6 separate regions of the Mus musculus genome follow, and all the other regions are linked to region 1. A link is a contact called in public HiChIP or PLAC-seq data. All regions are on one chromosome and are shown on one strand. The core of a region is the stretch at or near the end of the contact, and the rest is flanking DNA. Distances in the headings are between cores, read along the strand shown.

Evidence for each region. HiChIP or PLAC-seq counts read pairs in DNA pulled down with a chosen protein or histone mark.
Region 2: a contact with region 1 is called in an H3K4me3 HiChIP or PLAC-seq map of bone marrow-derived macrophages, with 5 times the contacts expected there. The contact joins the enhancer-like site here to the promoter of Mysm1 in region 1. A contact is called at or near these places in 6 of 39 promoter capture datasets (the C10 cell line, cranial neural crest, hippocampal neurons and 3 more), 5 of 115 datasets of contacts at active chromatin or transcription factors (acute myeloid leukemia, bone marrow-derived macrophages, differentiating embryonic stem cells and 1 more) and 2 of 9 other capture datasets (adipose tissue and liver).
Region 3: a contact with region 1 is called in an H3K4me3 HiChIP or PLAC-seq map of bone marrow-derived macrophages, with 7 times the contacts expected there. The contact joins the enhancer-like site here to the promoter of Mysm1 in region 1. A contact is called at or near these places in 9 of 39 promoter capture datasets (the C10 cell line, the HPC-7 cell line, cranial neural crest and 6 more), 2 of 484 Hi-C or Micro-C datasets (bone marrow-derived macrophages and embryonic stem cells), 12 of 115 datasets of contacts at active chromatin or transcription factors (T-cell acute lymphoblastic leukemia, bone marrow-derived macrophages, embryonic limb bud and 4 more) and 3 of 9 other capture datasets (adipose tissue, liver and pancreatic islet).
Region 4: an H3K4me3 HiChIP or PLAC-seq map of bone marrow-derived macrophages shows a contact between it and region 1, with 4 times the contacts expected there. The contact joins the enhancer-like site here to the promoter of Mysm1 in region 1. A contact is called at or near these places in 5 of 39 promoter capture datasets (the HPC-7 cell line, cranial neural crest, frontonasal cranial neural crest and 2 more), 9 of 115 datasets of contacts at active chromatin or transcription factors (T-cell acute lymphoblastic leukemia, acute myeloid leukemia, bone marrow-derived macrophages and 4 more) and 2 of 9 other capture datasets (adipose tissue and liver).
Region 5: an H3K4me3 HiChIP or PLAC-seq map of bone marrow-derived macrophages shows a contact between it and region 1, with 3 times the contacts expected there. The contact joins the enhancer-like site here to the promoter of Mysm1 in region 1. A contact is called at or near these places in 6 of 39 promoter capture datasets (cranial neural crest, embryonic stem cells, hippocampal neurons and 3 more), 9 of 115 datasets of contacts at active chromatin or transcription factors (acute myeloid leukemia, astrocytes, bone marrow-derived macrophages and 6 more) and 3 of 9 other capture datasets (adipose tissue, embryonic stem cells and liver).
Region 6: a contact with region 1 is called in an H3K4me3 HiChIP or PLAC-seq map of bone marrow-derived macrophages, with 7 times the contacts expected there. The contact joins the promoter of Fggy here to the promoter of Mysm1 in region 1. A contact is called at or near these places in 11 of 39 promoter capture datasets (the C10 cell line, cranial neural crest, embryonic stem cells and 6 more), 3 of 484 Hi-C or Micro-C datasets (B cells, bone marrow-derived macrophages and hematopoietic stem and progenitor cells), 11 of 115 datasets of contacts at active chromatin or transcription factors (astrocytes, bone marrow-derived macrophages, cardiomyocytes and 7 more) and 3 of 9 other capture datasets (adipose tissue, liver and macrophages).

What each region holds. Positions count from the first base shown.
Region 1 is chr4:94,977,673-94,980,547 of GRCm38.p6, forward strand. It overlaps Mysm1 (myb-like, SWIRM and MPN domains 1), which reads right to left and starts at 1,428. Exons shown (of 20, transcript NM_177239.3): 1 at 1,332-1,428. The coding sequence starts at 1,393. It overlaps Gm12694 (a long non-coding RNA gene), which reads left to right and starts at 1,449. Exons shown (of 3, transcript XR_867913.3): 1 at 1,449-2,104.
Region 2 is chr4:95,708,598-95,711,472 of GRCm38.p6, forward strand. The region is part of intron 6 of Fggy (FGGY carbohydrate kinase domain containing); the gene reads left to right. Among named protein-coding and RNA genes, the nearest start is that of Fggy, 150 kb to the left of the region's middle. Within about 2 kb of position 1,359, at least 13 of the 459 cell types and tissues checked have an H3K27ac peak or open chromatin away from gene starts, as enhancers often do. A contact at or near this core is called in acute myeloid leukemia and bone marrow-derived macrophages, where this site is marked.
Region 3 is chr4:95,684,405-95,687,279 of GRCm38.p6, forward strand. The region is part of intron 5 of Fggy (FGGY carbohydrate kinase domain containing); the gene reads left to right. Among named protein-coding and RNA genes, the nearest start is that of Fggy, 130 kb to the left of the region's middle. Within about 2 kb of position 1,432, at least 96 of the 459 cell types and tissues checked have an H3K27ac peak or open chromatin away from gene starts, as enhancers often do. A contact at or near this core is called in bone marrow-derived macrophages, embryonic stem cells and stem cell-derived epiblast-like cells, where this site is marked.
Region 4 is chr4:95,666,315-95,669,189 of GRCm38.p6, forward strand. The region is part of intron 5 of Fggy (FGGY carbohydrate kinase domain containing); the gene reads left to right. Among named protein-coding and RNA genes, the nearest start is that of Fggy, 110 kb to the left of the region's middle. Within about 2 kb of position 1,492, at least 25 of the 459 cell types and tissues checked have an H3K27ac peak or open chromatin away from gene starts, as enhancers often do. A contact at or near this core is called in bone marrow-derived macrophages and hippocampal neurons, where this site is marked.
Region 5 is chr4:95,612,050-95,614,924 of GRCm38.p6, forward strand. The region is part of intron 4 of Fggy (FGGY carbohydrate kinase domain containing); the gene reads left to right. Among named protein-coding and RNA genes, the nearest start is that of Fggy, 56 kb to the left of the region's middle. Within about 2 kb of position 1,397, at least 4 of the 459 cell types and tissues checked have an H3K27ac peak or open chromatin away from gene starts, as enhancers often do. A contact at or near this core is called in bone marrow-derived macrophages, where this site is marked.
Region 6 is chr4:95,556,091-95,558,965 of GRCm38.p6, forward strand. Fggy (FGGY carbohydrate kinase domain containing) reads left to right here and starts at 1,417. Exons shown (of 16, transcript NM_001113412.1): 1 at 1,417-1,501. It overlaps Gm40206 (a long non-coding RNA gene), which reads right to left and starts at 1,276. Exons shown (of 2, transcript XR_867942.1): 1 at 729-1,276.

The sequences.
Region 1 (2,875 bases), core at 178-2,677:
CTCAGGTAATCATTTGTCTCTCCTTTGAGACCTAACATACGAGGTTAACATTACAACATGCCACCAGTAGTCTCAAGTGTCAAGAAAATGGTACAAGAAAAAGGGATGAAAAACTAAACACAACCAGGAAAGTTAAAACGAACCCTTGAGAGAGGCACAGAGCCAATGCTTTCAGGTGACGGTCACTGAACACCAGGTGAATTCCTTTATGAACTCCAAACTGCCCTCGCCCACTGAGGTCACCGATTCTCAAACATCACAAGCACTTGCTCAAGTCTGATATATCACACTGGTGTAGAGTTATTGCTATCTCAGGCTATCCACGTAACTTTTGAACTTTTGAGAAAATATTTATGTGAAGTTAACTACCCCTCATTTTCATCACATTTTAAGAACTCACTGGCTATTTTAAAATGCTTCTTATTCTGGTGCCTTATAGAGGAGGACTGGCAGTCTACAGTGGAGCAGCCCTCCTGTCAAATGAACTATATGGGCTGAAAATGGAGCAGTACTAGTAATAGTATGTACTTCAGCAGAATTCTAACGAAGTCGCTGACAAGTTACAAGTAATGTACCTGGCTTCTACAGGAGGTCCTATCTGGCCCCCATTACTTAAAAGGAGGGATACCGCGTCCTCCTAAAGGCACGTGTCAAATCAGGTTCAGTTTAAAATCACACTGCCCGTCCTTGCAGGCACTGGCATGACACCCCTAACTGGGTCTTCACTACATTATCCTAACACAGCAAAGAAAACATCTGCCGAGCATTCTCCATATGCTAAAACATCTCTCAGAATTATTTCATTCGATGCTTACAACAGTAAGATCGACAAGTGATTCTTGGTTTCCAAGCAAGCGGAGCCTTGCTTGGAAATGCCTCAAATGCCTTGATCACGGTCAGAGTGACAGTAAACAGGAAGAGCAAAAGCAAAAGGCAAACATGACTTGTCCAACTCTAAAATCTGGATCCTTTAGGGTAAGCTGCCTTTCCCCCAAGTTTTCAACAACTTGCTCTGAGAAGGAGGAATCAAACGACTGGACCAGGTCGCTAGCGGGCGCAGGACTAAATTAGACGCCAGTGTTCAAGATGCTGTGAGGCGCCTGAGACAGCGCGAATGCAGGTAGGAATCCGAATTAAACACTGTCCATCGCAGCCCAGAAAGTGGAGATAAACAGTGCAACCTGGGGCACCGGGTCCACTCCCGGACCCGGCCGACTTCCGGCTGGGAGCACCCCGGGTCCCGACGCCGTCCACACGGACCCTCGGCCAACCGCATCCTCCGACCCTTGCCTAGCACAGCCCGGCCCGCAGGACCCCGCTCCGCGCCTCACCCCGGCTGTGCAGCCGCCGCAACATCTCCTTCCACATCCACATCCGCCTCCTCCGCCTCCATGACTGCACCTGACGCAGGCGTACTCGCGAGATCCCGCGAGATGCGGCGGGGCGGGACCGGGGGCGGGCCCAGGGCCGGAGGCGGGGCCTTGGCGTGGCGCACTTCCGGGGAACTCCGGCGAGTAAGACCAGGAGACTGCGTGAAAGCTGCTTCCCCAAGGACCGCATGGGTTATCTCACTTCTCTCACGTCTTACGTGGGCTAACTCACAGCAGATCTTTTTCCATTCAGGCGAGAGACCCTGCTTTGTGGCATCCATTGTCTCTGGTTCATTTTCGCACACACACACACGCGCGCGCGCGCCTACCCGCCCCGCCCGCCACCGTGAATTATTAGAATGACCCAGTGGAATGGATGCAGGTTTCACGGATTTTATTTTATGGATAAGTAAATAGACTCAGAAAACTGACGTGATTGTTCAAACAGAGAGCTTGGTAGATTGATCTTTTAAACTCTGCCCTGAGTGTTTGCCATATACATACAAATCATTGCTGGGAATCTGTGAAGCAAAGAACTTAACGGTTTTCCAAGAAATCAGAGTCTTGCTTCTGCATTTTTCTGCCCTCAAATCTGTCTCTCATACAGTTAGAATCCATGACTCATTGTCTTCTCGATCAGACTGTGACTTCTTTAAGGATAAAACCTGTCTGGTAGTCCTTACACTGCCTGCGTTCAGCACAGTGTCTCACGTAGTAGAAGCTGTGTTGGACAGGTAAGTGTATTGGGAACCAGCAAAATAAACCTGATTTGTTGTTGTTTTGTTTTGATTTTTTGAAATAGGGTTTCTCTGTATAGCCCTGGCTGTTCTGGAACTCACTCTGTTGACCAGGCTGGCCTTGAACTCAGAAATCCACCTGCCTCTGCCTCCCAAGTGCTGGGATTAAAGGCATGCGCCACCACGCCCCGCAAAATAAACTTGTTCTTTTTTTTTTTTTTAAGTACTACCATGTCGTTTTCAGGCTTCATTTAATCATAGGGGTAAACTAAATTCAAGGTCCCAGGCCCTGGGGGAGCTTCTGTTGTAAGGAGACAGCTATTTGAGCCCAGCCATCTCAGAGACAACTTAGAAGGAGACAATTGTCTGCGTCCAGTCATCTCAGGGAAAGTTGTAAGGAGACAGCAGTTTGAGTCCAGCCATCTCAAGGACACTCTCCAGCTTGCTGTAGGGTCAAACTAAGTTCTTGTTCCCAGGCCCAGGAACCAGCTCCTATTCTGATTGGTGGAAATTCGCATGCTCAACCCTTTATGGTCAAAATATGATTGGCCGAAGCTACAGCCTACCCTGCTTGCCCTCCCTTACTTTATGGTTTCATCCTTTAAATATGCTATGTAATTCCCCTAAAAAGTCACTCTCCGGACTCTGTTCTATGTTCTCCGGCCTTGGTCGATCAGTAGCAGCTTGAATACAATACATCATTCACTTGATGTATGAGTTATGTTGGATCTATGCGGACCCCATAATAAGTGAACGAAACAATAAAAC
Region 2 (2,875 bases), core at 109-2,608, 730 kb after region 1:
CCTATTTCAGAAGCTACTTAAGGGACAAGGTAATGATTTTATGAGGCTTATTAATACTTCATGTTCTTTGCCCCTCCTCCTGCCCTTTTCTGTCAAGGACTTTGTATCTTGGCTTTAAACTGAAGCAACTCAGCTGCCAGCACGTTGTTAAAAGCAAAATCTTTGCAGTGTCTTGCTTGTTCTGTGATGCACACCATGCACAAAGGTCTGAGGTTGACTCTTGCTACTGGGGGAAAACAGTGTTTATTTTCCAGACTTACTTTGGGGTAACTGTTGGGGAGCTAGACTAACATGAGTTTGCAACCTGATGCTGCCTTGTACTACCAAACCAGTACTTAACCTGTGTGGGGTTCAAAGGGCAAGCAGTATATCTGCTTGGTAACTTCAGTGACTTCATATAAAGCCTTTTAAAAATTGAACTAAAATATATTTGCATTATCCTTCCCCATTCACCATTCTGTTCCCCCATGTCCAACCTGAATTTATGGATTCTTTTTCTTCAGCCTTTGTATAGACATAGGAACAAATCATCATATAAATACAGCCTGCAGAGTTCTTTCAGTGTTACATATATATGTTCATATTATGAATATATACGTACATATATATTCATATTTCTAGTGGTGAGTACTTAGCATTGGATAACCACACAGGGGACTAATCCCTGGGAAAGACCAATTCTCCCTATCTCATCAGTTTTTAATCGCATTTACCTCTTCATCTAGGCATGGGACCTGGTGAGATTGCTCCCATCTGCATTGTGATGCCAACTGTTGTTTGAATTGTTCAAGTCCTGATTAAGAACATGCTGTTGTGATTTCATTAGTGTAGTTTTTTCTGTAATAGCTAGAAGGCACAATCTTATAGCAACCTTCATGGATTTATGGCTCTTAAAATACTTTCATGTTTTTTTCCTCAGGGTTTCCTGAGACACAGGTGCAGGAGGTTTTTTGTTTGTTTGTTTGTTTGTTGTTGTTGGTTTTTTTTTTTTCTGGTTTATCAGCTGGCGATAGGCACCCTAGTATCAGTTGTTCATTTTAACCATTTGGGCTTTTTTTATAATGGTCCCCTGCTGTTGCAAAAAAAACCAAGTGTTTTGATGGTTGTTAAGATCTATGCTTATCTGTCCATGTGCAGATAAGTATTTAGACTACAGTTAGGAATTAAACTTGTTTACCACAATGGATCTTGTAGGTCCTCGTCTAAGATCCATGGCCTCACAAGCCAGGTGCAGTTGACTAGTTTTCCCACCTGCTAAGCAGGCCTTGAGTACAGTTAGATGGCTATTAGTTACCACCAAGATATAAATGTCACTGTTGCACTTTTAGGGAAGTCTTGTCATGTGGGTCATTGGTGTGGTTTATGGGCATTATAGCTGGGTAAGACTATTTCTTTCCTTCCTTAGAAGCTTGCATATTACCTTCTAGTGCTGTGAAAGTTAGTTCTTCCCTGAGGCTCTCTTAATGTGTCATTGATGGGGTAGATCTTGTCTGGTATAAGAACACAACCAATCAATCTCTCTCTCTGTCTCTCTCTCTCTCTCTCTCTCTCTCTCTCTCTCTCTCTCTCTCTCTCTCTCCTCTCTTTAATAATGACTTTCATTTTTTTTCTGTTTCACATAGATATCACATTGAGCAACTTCCACAATGTCCCTTAACCCCTTTGCTACATTGAGTATGCAAAGCAAACTGGAGACTCATTTGTAGTGGGCTTGTGAGCACTAATAAATTCATCTCACTTCATTTTGTGTTCACCCTTGGATTCATTTACTCTTTAGTCTATTTTATTTTTTATTGTCTTTGCGTTCTTGTTATAGGCTGCTAGAGCATACTCAATGGCACATAGCAAATAGAAAACAATTCAGAATATGAGTGCTTAGTAAATACCTTACAAATAGTATTGGTCTATGCTGGGGAAGTAGGTAAGGATGGATGTCAGCAGTGGGACTGTCATCGGATGCTGTGGATATGTGTTACCATCTTTAGAGAGGGAATAGAAATGGATGTGAGAAAGCTTTGAGCAATTCCAGCTCATGAAAGACAAGGCTGAGGGTGCCTGCAGATATCTGTAAAAGCCATCAATATAGCCAGACCAGGAATGTTTACAGTGTGGAGGAAGGGTCTCTGTGGTTGTAAGCAGAGGGAGGTGAAGACTGAAAACTGTCTGCTTATACAGTGACATGTGTGTGTGTGTGTGTGTGTGTGTGTGTGTGTGTGTGTGTGTGTGTGTAGGGGTGTACCAATCTGTATATGCTCCATGATACTACAGACTAGGGCATTTATGAACACTAGTACTCTGTGTCTCCCAGTTTTGGAGACAATCTACTGGGGTCTGATATTGGTTGACTTTCTGTGTTCTCACAGGGAGAAAGACAGGATAAGAGAGTAAACTCATCACTCCAGACTGTTTACATATGAGCATTAATGCACTCATCCATATCCCTAAAGGCCCTTTCTCATCAGTTTTTTTTCTGGATATTAAGTTTGCAACACATCAATTTTAGTGGCCATATTCAGGTTATAGGAGAAACTTTAGTGAAAGCTACTTTATTTTAATAGCAGGGCAGAAGATAGGAATTAATAACTAGCATTTAATGAACAGTTACTAGATGCTATGCCAAGTACTTAGTATGCATTTTTACTTTACAACAACCCAGTGAGAAATATAGTGCATACCCCTTTCCCTTTTACAAAAGACAACCATGAAGCATGAAGAAGTTAACCAGCTGATGCCACACAGTTAGCTGGAGATTGAATCAAGGTTCAAGTCAAGATGGTCAGGTCAGGCACCATAGTGGAACAGGGATATTTAGACAGCACTTAAGGAACTTGGCTGTCAAGAAAGGAACTAGAGATGGGATGGCCACCAAAGGCTG
Region 3 (2,875 bases), core at 182-2,681, 710 kb after region 1:
TGAGATGTCTTTCTCTGAGAGCATGGGAAAACTACCTCAGCTTTTTTATGTAGTCATGACCACATTTGAACTGTTACCAGCAAGTCTAACTGAAAAGGCAACTCAATATTGCCCTGTGCTTATATTATTTTGCTCTGTCAGGAACCTGTCAGCAAGTGTTGATGAAGTGCAGAGCCAGTAGTAACAAGCGTGCATCCTGAAAGCTCCCTAACACAAGCAGCCGCAGTCGGTGCAGTGCTATTTCTTCCCAAAGAAGCCCCTCTTGTCTCTTTGCTGATGTCATTAGTGGTCCAGCCCCAGTCATTATATCTCCCCTAGAGCAATATCTTCAATGCTGCTAATTCAGTCTTTTGTATGCCTTGAACAACACAGACCCATCACAGGCCTGTGAAGTACCAGAGGCTGCAGCCAGGAATATCTTGGTAATTTATCCCCATCCTTACCTCTAATTATTCTGTTGTTCACTGGCTTGCTCAATTGAGACTCTCCAGGTTCTACATTCCCCAAGCAGAGAACAAAAGGTTTCCCTTGAGAGTGGGGCCTGGCCCTGTCAGTGCAGTGAACTGTGCATAAATTATGCAGCACTGTGGCTGGCTTTCTTTTCATAGTCTTGCTGGAGAAATTCCGGAGAAAGACCAGGCCCCTGGAACTGGGCTGGCTTATTCTTCTGAGGTTGCTTTGCTCTGAGTGTATCTGGAGAGCAAGAAGCACCCCCTGCCCCCTTCTTTTTGCTGAAGCTGCTTCAGGTTCTTCAAGAACTACAAGTGTGTTTGGTCTTTTTTTTTTTTTCCTCACTCTCTACCTGTCTAGGAAAACACAGCAGGTGCCCGCTATTAAGCTTTGCTCCGATTCCTTCATTTGACCCCTCCAACTAGACTAAACTGGCTGGGCTCTCCTTTCTGCTTTCTCAGTTATCTTTACCTCTATGAGACTGGCGCACTACCTACTGCACTAACAAGGCTCCTTTCAATTAGCCTTACTTTAAAATAATATGATTTTTTTATTAAGTCTTTGAGAATTTCATACAATGTATTGATCCTATTCACCCCCAATCCCTCTCCCTAACTCCTCTCCGATCTTCTTCTGCCTCCCTATCCACCCCAACTTTGTTTAGAAAATATAACTCATAATGTGTTGCCCCCATATCCTTAGGTGTTGGGCTTAGAAGCCCTTCACTCTCTGTCCTAGAATATTGACTGGCTTGATCTTGGGCAGGCAGCACCCATGGCATGAGCTCAGGAGCACTGTGGTCCCTGCATATGCAGAGGCCCTTTTCAATGTAGTCTTCCCATGCTTCAAGCTACCCCCACTGTCTCTCTTTCCCTCCCTTCCCCCTCTTTTTTCTCTCCCCTTTCTTCCCTACCTTTCCCCTCACTCTCTTCCTCCCTCTCTTGTCTCATTTGTAGATGGATACTCCATTGACACTTCCTCTTTTATACTTTGGCCAGAAGTGAGTTTCTGCACCATCTACCACGATCCACTGCCCAAAGAAGTTTCCCTGGTAAGGGCTGAGGGCTGCACTAATCGATGGATAGACAGAAATGAATTTAGAGGGAAATTTGATAGCCATGTAGATAGTATACAAGGATAGTGGTAGTTCAACCCTGGAACCTGTGAACTTTCCAATCTGGATTAACCTTATGTTGTTACTATTTTGGTTTATTTGTCTATGTGCATAGGATATGTTGTTTTGTTGTTTGCTTTGCTTTGATGAGATCCCCACAAAACTAATCTTCAGTCCTTATACCCTGGCAGCCAGAGCTCTGGGATCTGGGTTGAGAAGGAGCCGAGGGCTGACTTGCAATGCCATAGATCCTTACTTATTCTCTTTCAGGATGCTTTTACCCTTAACCATCTTCCTGCTGTGTGGTCCAGCTATATCTCCCTGTAGACAGTAAGGATGCCTGTCCCTCTCAGACCCTCTGGGAGTGAAACTCAGCCTCTGTGCTTCCATTCTTGTTCTCTCTTACTTCCTTGTGAATTTTTGTCTTGAAGTAATATTGAACGGTCTGCAATATGTAGAGATCATTTTTCTTCCCTTTAATAAAATAATGTGGTAACACACTCATATGTCTTCTGTCACTCAAGCATCCTTGAATGTTGCTCATATGTATTTTTTTGCACGTAAAAAATTGAATTCATTGCATGTCATGTCGACGTTTGTGAGCACAGCCTATGTTTTCTATTTGCTGTAGTGCTGTTGTTTGAATTTTGTTACATCTTATCTTAGCTTTAGCAATAAAGTAAGGAGCTATTCTGGAGTCCAGAGTACTTCAGAGGGGCCAGTTCAGTGAATGTTAGACTTTCTGGTACAACCACAGGGACTTCTAAAATATTATTGGAAGGTTGGCTTAAACTATTTACTCAGTTGCTCTAGTACTAATAGCCCCACTAAAGGTTTCTAGTGTTGTTCTGGTAAATTTTGTTTTTCTGTGAAATTGTACTTTCGTCTAAGTTTCCACAACTGCATAGTCTTGCTCATGTTATCCTTTGGCTTTCTTTTTCTGTCAATGTTTGCCTTCTCTGTGGTAATAGCTCCCGTTTCCTTCTATGACATTTGTTACTTTTAGCTTTCATCTCTGCTTCCTCTCTTTTGCTCATCATGTTTTCACATTGACTCACTGAGTTTTCTTCTCAACCTCATTCTAATCTTTCAGTTTTTCATGATTTTCCAAGGTTTCTGATTAGGTTGTTAATTTTCAGGGCTTTTCCCAGTGAAGCTCTTTATTAAGTACCACTTACACCATTTAGTGCCTGCCTATAAAATGCTTTTTTCCTTTCTCCTATACAAATATGTAGAAATTGTCCAACTATATTCATGCTGTTTAATTCCACAGTAGAGGTAATTATAATTCATTTTTATCATTTACACAAT
Region 4 (2,875 bases), core at 242-2,741, 690 kb after region 1:
AGGGCTGAAGTCATTGGCTAGCAGCCTGCTGTGGCCTGTCCTCTGCTCCTCACCCTCATCCCAACTGCCCACTGTGAGTCTTGTTTTCTTTCCTTTCTCGTTCAGGGCTATTTTCAGCATACATACACGTACACCTATGCATGCACAGGTGTACACACAAGCGCACTGGGCATTTGTGGTTGAATCAATGAGTAAGTCAACATCAGCTGTCGGGACCTCAGGACTCTGGTTTGAATCCACACAGCTTGGGCGATCCCGAGTTGTGAGTGAGTGGTAGCAAGTACAGATTGTTGTTGTTACTGCCTGACAAACCCAGCCCATAGTTCTTTCTTTGCTTCTTTTCATTTGGCAACATTGCCTGAATTGTTTCCAATGAATTTTAGAGCTGCATGGTCCTGTTTCAGAGCTGATTTCTCTCTCCTCTGGCTAAATGGCATCCAAATCAAAATGCCACTTCCTTCCCTCTTCTCATTCCTTAAGCAGCAATCGGGAGTAAGCCCCAGGCTGTAAGTGGCTTGTTCTAGTATCTTCAGGTTTTTTTTTTTAAGAGCTAATTTTCTGGTCCAAATTTAGACAAAAAAAGCAAAGAATTAACTGGCAAAGAATGCACCACAGTTAGAGAGAAAATAATTACTGGGGCTTTTCTGCTCTGTGATAACAAACTGGAGGCAATGCCAGTTCTTACAGCACTGTCCACACCCACTTCTATTTGAAACACAGTATTGCTACAGGGCCCTGAAAGTGGTATCCAAATGTTCTATATGGCATGCTTTATGCAAACTCCCACATATGCTGGTTTGACACCCATTATGCAACCCCTCGCATATGCTGGCTTTAGATTCATTTCTTGTCCTTTTGGTAGAGATTCCCAGAGTAGTGAGATGTTTTAAGTACTTAGAGACATTAGTGGTTTCTACAGGTGTCAGATCTGTTTGTGGGCCCTGCGTATATACTTACTGCTAGGTCAGATAAGGACTCTCCCATGAACTGGGTCAAATTTATATGGAAAACTATTTCTAACAAGTGCCTATTATCTTTATAACCATTATTATTATCATTATTTAAAATTTCATTCAACCGACTTTCTTCTCCAGTATGAGGGTGATTGGGTGGATGACATGCATAAAGGCATAGGTGAATGAGAGATGGCTAAATAGATGAATTGATTGGTTGTTTTTAATCTCTTGTCTACAGTTAACATCATTAGATCTTTCCCCTTTATTATGAGAGATTGCCAGAATGTAATTGATTATATACACAGGTCTATCAGAGTACAAGAAATTGCCATGTACTCCTAGGAATTAAAATGCCACCGTTCATTGATGTTACCAACATGAAAATTAGTCCTGTCCCTCCCTCTGTTATCTATAAATGTAAATCTGATATTATGTAACTATTTGAGATTTTTCAGTAGCATTCTGCATCCTGCAGGAAATGATTCTTATGACATCCTGTAGGAAGTGAGTCAGTATGCCATACATGTCCCACTGTGGCCTGGCTGATCTCTGAGTCTCCATCTCACTTCCTGACATTGCCCTGGGACACATGATCCATTGGTGTGTATCTCCTCATTCTTTATCACTCTATCCCTTTGCTTGTGTTGTTTGTTCAACACTAAGGGCTTTTATTTAGTTGACTTTCACCTCTGACCTCTCTATTTTTTTTTTTTGGAGTGGGCTTATATTATCACAATAGCATTGGCACAGATTATTGAATTTCTCTTTTTTCTGATAGTTTGGCAATTTCCACTGAAACATCTTGGAACCTCCAGGGTTTGTACATGTATTGCTTTCCATCAGTGTGTACAAGTTTCATGATCAACCTCAAATGCCAGAACCCAAGGTTTCTCAACTCTGATACATAAAGTAGGAACATATTTGCCTGGAAACTTTCACACCCTATAATTTAAACCATCTCTATATTACACACATTATGTAATAAGATGTAAGAACAATATAGAAATCGTTGCTATATTTTATAGATAATAATTATAAGGAAGAAGCCCATGTGTGTTCAGTGTTCAATGAAGATACAGTGGTTTGTTTTTTTTTTCAAATATTCTCCATTGAGGTTCATACATTCTCCATAGTATGGAGCCATGACTATGGAGGATGGTCAGGTGTGCTGTAATTGAGGTGATGCTCCTGTCTACATGGTCCCAGGTGGGCACTAACATACCTTCCTCTAGGCTGAAAAATGGAGAATGGATGAAGAAGGGCCACACCTTCTCTTAGGAGCTGCCGCTTACTAAGACATACATGTTTAGTCTCAGCCCCTGGCTTCTGCCATAGAGACCCTAAAACATTTACTTTCCCCCAGTGCTAGGCAAGCTCACATCATCCTTTATTCTAATGAGTGATGACTTCCTATTTAATGACCTAGAACTATTTAATCATTTGGGATGCTCTGGGTGACAGGAGCATTGCTTATTTTAATGAGGCAGCACAGGGTAGCCTTCTGGGTCACGTAGAACTGAGGACTAAGCTCTAGGAAGTCTAAGTCATGGTTAGAAGCTTGGAACTTTCAACTATAAATTCTCCCACCACCTCCCCCAAATCTACCCTGTCTTTCTGGAAGTGCAGAAACAGTAGAGATTGTGTTAATCGGTCATACTATATGCAGAGCCCCCCAATATCCCTATTAGGGGGAATTTGAGAAGCTTCCATGTGGTGAATGTGTCATAGCTGGAGGCAGTATACTGGAGAGGGAATGGATGCTCTGTGGCTTTCCTATGCATCTTTGTTGATGTCTCGCTCCATCAGCTTCTTCCTCTATATCCTTTAAAATAACCAGTTAAATGTAAATAAATTGTTTTGTTGAGTTCTGTGAGCCACTATTGTAAATTTCTAGCTGCTCATTCAGAATTATGGAAGGC
Region 5 (2,875 bases), core at 147-2,646, 630 kb after region 1:
TTGATATGCTTGTTTCTGTGCCCAATTAAGTAATCCAACAGTGAAGGAGATAGGGTTCACATTGTTTAAGGGACAAGGCCTTGACAAAAATTATGCTTAATCTTTACAGACAGCTTTTAGGAAAGGATGCATACATGTAAATTTTAGTAGATTTACTAATTTATAAGCTTGTTGACACTATAAAATAAAAGATACTACAATAATGTTTAGTTAGGTTTAAATCAGAGACTTGCATTAGTAAGGGATATTCATATGTGAATATTTTATAAAGTTATGTAAAGTCATCTGACCAGAAAAACTGTCACTAGATATTATCTTATTTTGGATTGTGTTCGTATAAGTTTGAGTGAAAATTTTATTTTCAAAATAAACCCTCATTAAAAAAAAAGCTATTCTCCAAACCAAAACAATTTTAAAAGGATGTTTTCTTTTGTTAATTAATAAAAAAGTACACTAGTCACCTTTCTGTTCCCAAAGTCTCATCACTTTACAACAGAATCACAGCCTGGTCACCATGCCTTTGTCTTTAGTTTTATGGGCTTTGTGGGACACTTAACCTAAACTATAGCAAGATGCTCTGTGAAATGGGATCCCAAATGAGTCACGGTAAACAGACTCTGACCTCTTTGAAACAGAGGTTGCTTACTGTCTGCTCTTCAGACTTTGAAGAAAGATGAAGAAAATCACATTAGCAACTTCTACTAGGATATTGCCAAAATAACACTCATCCATTTGAACATGAACCTCTCAGTTCCTATTTAAACAGGAGCTCCCAGGTCCTATCTGAAGCAATGAGATATGCTAAGAGGGGCACACTTACTGCAGTCGCTGTCTGGTAGAGTTGGGAGGTCTGTTTCAGATTGTACTCAAGTTTTACACAGCTCACAGGCCAAGGTCACAGGACAGGGAGGTTGTCTAGGGGGTAAGGTAGGGTTAGATTAGGAGTACTAGGGGTAGTAGAATTTGTAAGGGATACTCTGTGGTACCTAAAGAATGAGCCCTGAAGAATGAGCACTAGGTAGTCAAGGTCCTTGGAGGTCTGTTTATAATTGGAATTTCCTTTTGGAACATCATGGTATAGATTCCAGTTGCCCATTAGCCACAGTGAGAGAAAGCCAGCAGTTGTTTGCCACCCACTTCCAGCTCTCTCACTCTAAGGACATTAACCTGAGAATTCCAAGGAGGAGCTTTGAGCACTCTCATGGCTCAGCTTCCTTTCTGATTAGGTGGAACATTCATCTTACTCCACACATCTCGAGAGTAGGCTACACAGTGCCCTAAGGCGAAAAAAATCCCAGTGTTAGCCCCTCTCATTCATGGGGATAGGACTGAATACAAGATACAGACCTTTCCACCGTTCCTTCTGAGTGGCATTTGACTCAGACGGTGACATCAGACATGACTTCATTCATTTAAAGGAAGGACTGAGAGAGTCAGGCTCTGCCCTTCTCTCCCCATACACAGTCTCCTTGAAGACATTGTTGTGTTCCCACTGCTTCCCACAGAATTTCTTCCTCTTCTCCTCCTCTTCCTCCTTCCTTCTTCATACTCTCTCTGTCATTGTCTTTCCCTTATTTTTCCTTCCATTCTGTTCATAGCTCATGCTTAGCCTGTTCTTTCTTTTTACCCAATACTCCCTTTGTCTTTTTGTCCACTTGCTTCTGTTGTTATTTGGCCTCCTTCTTCCTACTTAATCTCCATTGTTCCTGATCTCTGTGTATATCCTCTATTTGACCTGTTTTCCTTCTTCTCTGCTCTTTGTCCTCTTGTGAGAAATGCATGAGGGAGCTGGTTCTCCTTCCTCTTGACTGTTCACTTCTGGAATCTACCAGGTGCTTGCTGTCTCAATTGTTCTAAAGCTGCATACGCAGTCACCCTTTCCTCAGGGATGGATGGTGTCTGCCATTCCTTTCTGATTTCTTACTGATTTTAGGAGAAGTCTTTCTGACTGGCCCTCTCACAGTTTCTTCTCCTTGTTCATGGGCACAGTTGATGAGCCCTTATCAATGTTGCCCAGGCCCTGATGTTGTCTCTCCTTCCCTCCATCTCCCCTTCCTCACTTTTTAACTTCCCTTTATATTCATTTCTTTCTCATGGCAGTGCTTTCCTTGATAGCCATACAGATTCTGTGCTTTATAAAGCAAGTATTTTGGAACTTGAACAGTCATCAGGAGTAGTTCACATGTTCTCCCTAGCCAGCTTGAGGATTGTGAACAAGATTTTGTAATCAGAGGCTGGAGAGATGGCTCATTGGTTAAGAGCATTTGCTTCTTGTTCTGAGGACCAGTGTTCAATATCCAGTACCTACATGGCAACTCACAACTATCTGTAGCTCTAGTCCCAGGATATCTTCAATTTTCTGGCCTCTGCAGGCACTTCACATATATGGTGCACAGATGTACAAAATATATACAATAAAAGTAAAGGAAAAATTATTTAAACAATTATAATAATCTCCAAGCTTCCTCTTTAGTTGTATCTTCCAGCACCTCATAGACCCCAGAGCCAGACAGCAGGGAACACAGTAAGCTCTAGTGCCACTTTGTAGTTTCCTGGCTTTGATAAACTGGTGAATTTAATTACTCTTTGCTTCAATTTCATGTCCTATAACGATTACTGAATATCTTAACACACACACTCTCTCTCTCTCTTTCTCTCTTTCTCTTTCTCTCTCTCTCTCTCTCTCTCTCTCTCTCTCTCTCTCTCTCTCTCTCTTTCTCTCTCCTATAGGTCTTCTGGGAGACCATATAATCAAATATGTAAACTGCTTAGAACAATACTTAGTATTCAGGGAGCACTTCTGAAACTAATTCATTTGAATGCTAATTCCACTCCATTTCCCCAGTTTTTGGAGTCTGGTTATTCTTAATCAACT
Region 6 (2,875 bases), core at 167-2,666, 580 kb after region 1:
TCCCAAGGTCCTTTTATTGTTTAAAATGGCTGCTGGAGGCCCAGCCACAACACTATTTTTGCTACTGGTCATATGCTATTTAAGAGGACTCAAATAAAAACTCAAATACAGCAAAGACGAGAAACAGCTATCCACAAAGGCCAACACACTAGTTTATGTTTAGCAACGAGGAGACCTTTCAGGTTCCCACCCAAGCCATAGACTGTGAGGCAACAGGCGCGTTGCATTTCTGGGATACATTAAGGAAGAGCTGAGCCAATGTAGCATGTGTATTAAGCATCCAAACTTTTGCAAAACATATACATGTCTGGTACTTAATTTGTTCTTCATAGTGCTCCGGAAAGAAAGACAACCAGGTCTTAATATTATAATTCCCGTTGTATGCTTGGTCCACATGACTAAGTAACAGATCTGAGACTGTGCAGACAATTTTTTGAATAGCTGGAAATGCAATCATAGTGTAGATCTTAACAGTTAGGTTCTTAACTGTCCGGATGCTGAGACCCTTTATAATAGTTCCTCAGGTTGTTGTGACCCAACCATAAAATTATATTTTTTGTTACTTCACATATCTACTTTTGCTATTGTTATGAATCATAATGTAAATATCTGATATAGGTCACCAAAGAAGGTTGAACACTGCTTGTGTAGAGGAAAATAAATCCAAACCAAGACCTCCAGGAGAGTGCAGGACTAATCCTGTGGCCTCAGCCTCACCGAGTTCTTACCTGGATGACGGAGAGAGATCGATCACTCGTTTACTCTCAGGTCATGTGGATACTAGTCTTAACATAATAAACACACTAGGTCTGACTAAGGAAGTCTCTGTTATCGAGAAGGGTTGGTTTTCGCAACCTTGGAATAGTCCCCAGGAAAAGAAAAAAGAAAAAAAAGAAAAAAAAAAAGCCAAACCGGTTTTGGACTCTCAGTATCTAGCGATGAGGGTACCGAGAGTCCATGTAGCTTACTGGTATGTCAACTTCTCAAAGGCAGGGGTCATCTATCTTTTAGATTTACGGTGTCGTCTCTACCTCAAAGCCTCGACCACAGCATAAAGTGTGAGAGTTCCTGAAAAGCACCAGGTATAAAGGGTTCAAGGAATTGAAGCCCATAGCAATCCTGGTGCTCAGCCGAGGGCGATTTAACAGGAAATATCCACCACATACTGTAGGTTGGCTAGGTTAGCTGGCGCTCAGAGGGGATTGCTTAGATTGAGCCGTCTCTGTTGCCTGGGCATCTTTAAAATCCAGGCAGCGAAAGGATTTTGAAATGCAAACCCAAGACTTACAGTACAGTGGGGAGGAGCAGGGCTCACAAGTACTGGCCATTCACGGTGCCCGTTTCAAAGGACCAATCAGGTTGCTCCTTACAAGGGTTGCTGGAGGGGCTGGACTGAAGCGGGCGGAGTCACAGCTTGTTTGGACCGCCCTGCTGGGTGCGGTGCGGCTGTGCATGGTGGCCTGCTGGCCTGCTAGCTAGAATGTGATTTCATATTGGACAAGTAAGTGACCCTCCCAGGGGTTCTTGCAGGCACGCAGGCTCTTAGCCAGCTCCCCCCAAAAGCTTCTCTAGCCTGCTAAATGTTTCCCTCCTTCACCTTTGGGTCTCACAGCCAGGCCACTGGTTGGCCTTTCAGTTTCTTGTGTATTCTGGGTGAGGTGTCTTGCCCAAGGGAGAGGCCTTTACTGCATCCCAATGACTGCCCTACAGATGTCTGGGGCCTAAGGCCCTATCTCTCTGAGTAGTGTACAGTTAATTAAATAAAGTGTTTTTTCTTTCTCCCAGAAAAGAGAATTTTGCAATGCACCCCCGCCCCGCACCCCAATTTGGGGACAATTCTCTAAACATTTTAAGTCGTTGATTTCAAGTTTGGCAATGTAAAAGCGTTTCAAGGCTGGTGCTGTTTAAGGCTATAGAAGCTGAGCATCTGGAGATAGTGTTTGGTGCGTACTTCAGTTTAAATGGGATAATGCCATCTGTCTTGTTACAGGGCTGCAGGCCAGGAAGGGTATAGGGGGATCTTTCCATGTTTATGAACTTCATGACCATTTCAGGATGGAGACACACACTGTGGGGGAACTCCTCTGTCACTGGTCCATTCACTGGAGCACTGCTTACATTTTAGCTCGAATTTCTTCTCCTAGTTAAAGGGCAAACTGTGGCCAAGTTTGACTCTTTTTTGATCAAGTGTGTGTGTGTCAATTCAAAAGGTCCCATTGGATTGTGCTTTTAGGGAGCAAATCCATAAGGAAGAATTAAAGTCTGAGTTTGTGGCTGGATTTGTAGATTTGTCTTTTGTTTCATTTTCTTGTCCTTTTTAAAGGGTTTCCCGTCTTTACTGTGAGCTATGTGAGTCCTGATGTTTCTCTTTTCTGTTGCTAGCTGGGGGTGCTGCTAGTCTGTCTTCTGGAGTCTCCTTCTAATGCAGCTGTCATGCTTGGTCTTGACTTAAAGGCTTCTGCCCTGGCTGTATGAATAAGAGCCCCAGAGGACTGCTCCTGACTGATGGGGTCTGGGGTGGAAAATAGGGGATGAGGAGGGCCTATGGATGATTTTTTTTGAGGGGGGGGGGTGGCTTAGGATTAGGAAGTCAAAGTTTGCAAGTAAGGAGGAGGGAATAACCCAGTTGGTGGAGCACTGTGTTTCTGGGAAGGGTGCCAGGTTCTTATCCAGGCTCTCATGAATTTTGCTGGGCTTTGTCTTCTGGAATTTAGTTCTTTTTCTATAACCTTTATCTAAAAACTACAGCCAATTATTAGCCTTTTTAAGGACGACGACGACAACAACAACAACAACAACAACAACAACACCAGGTTGGGGAAAGCCCCGTCTTTAAACTCCCAGCCAGAAGGGGAGTCTGACATAGTTCTTTGTC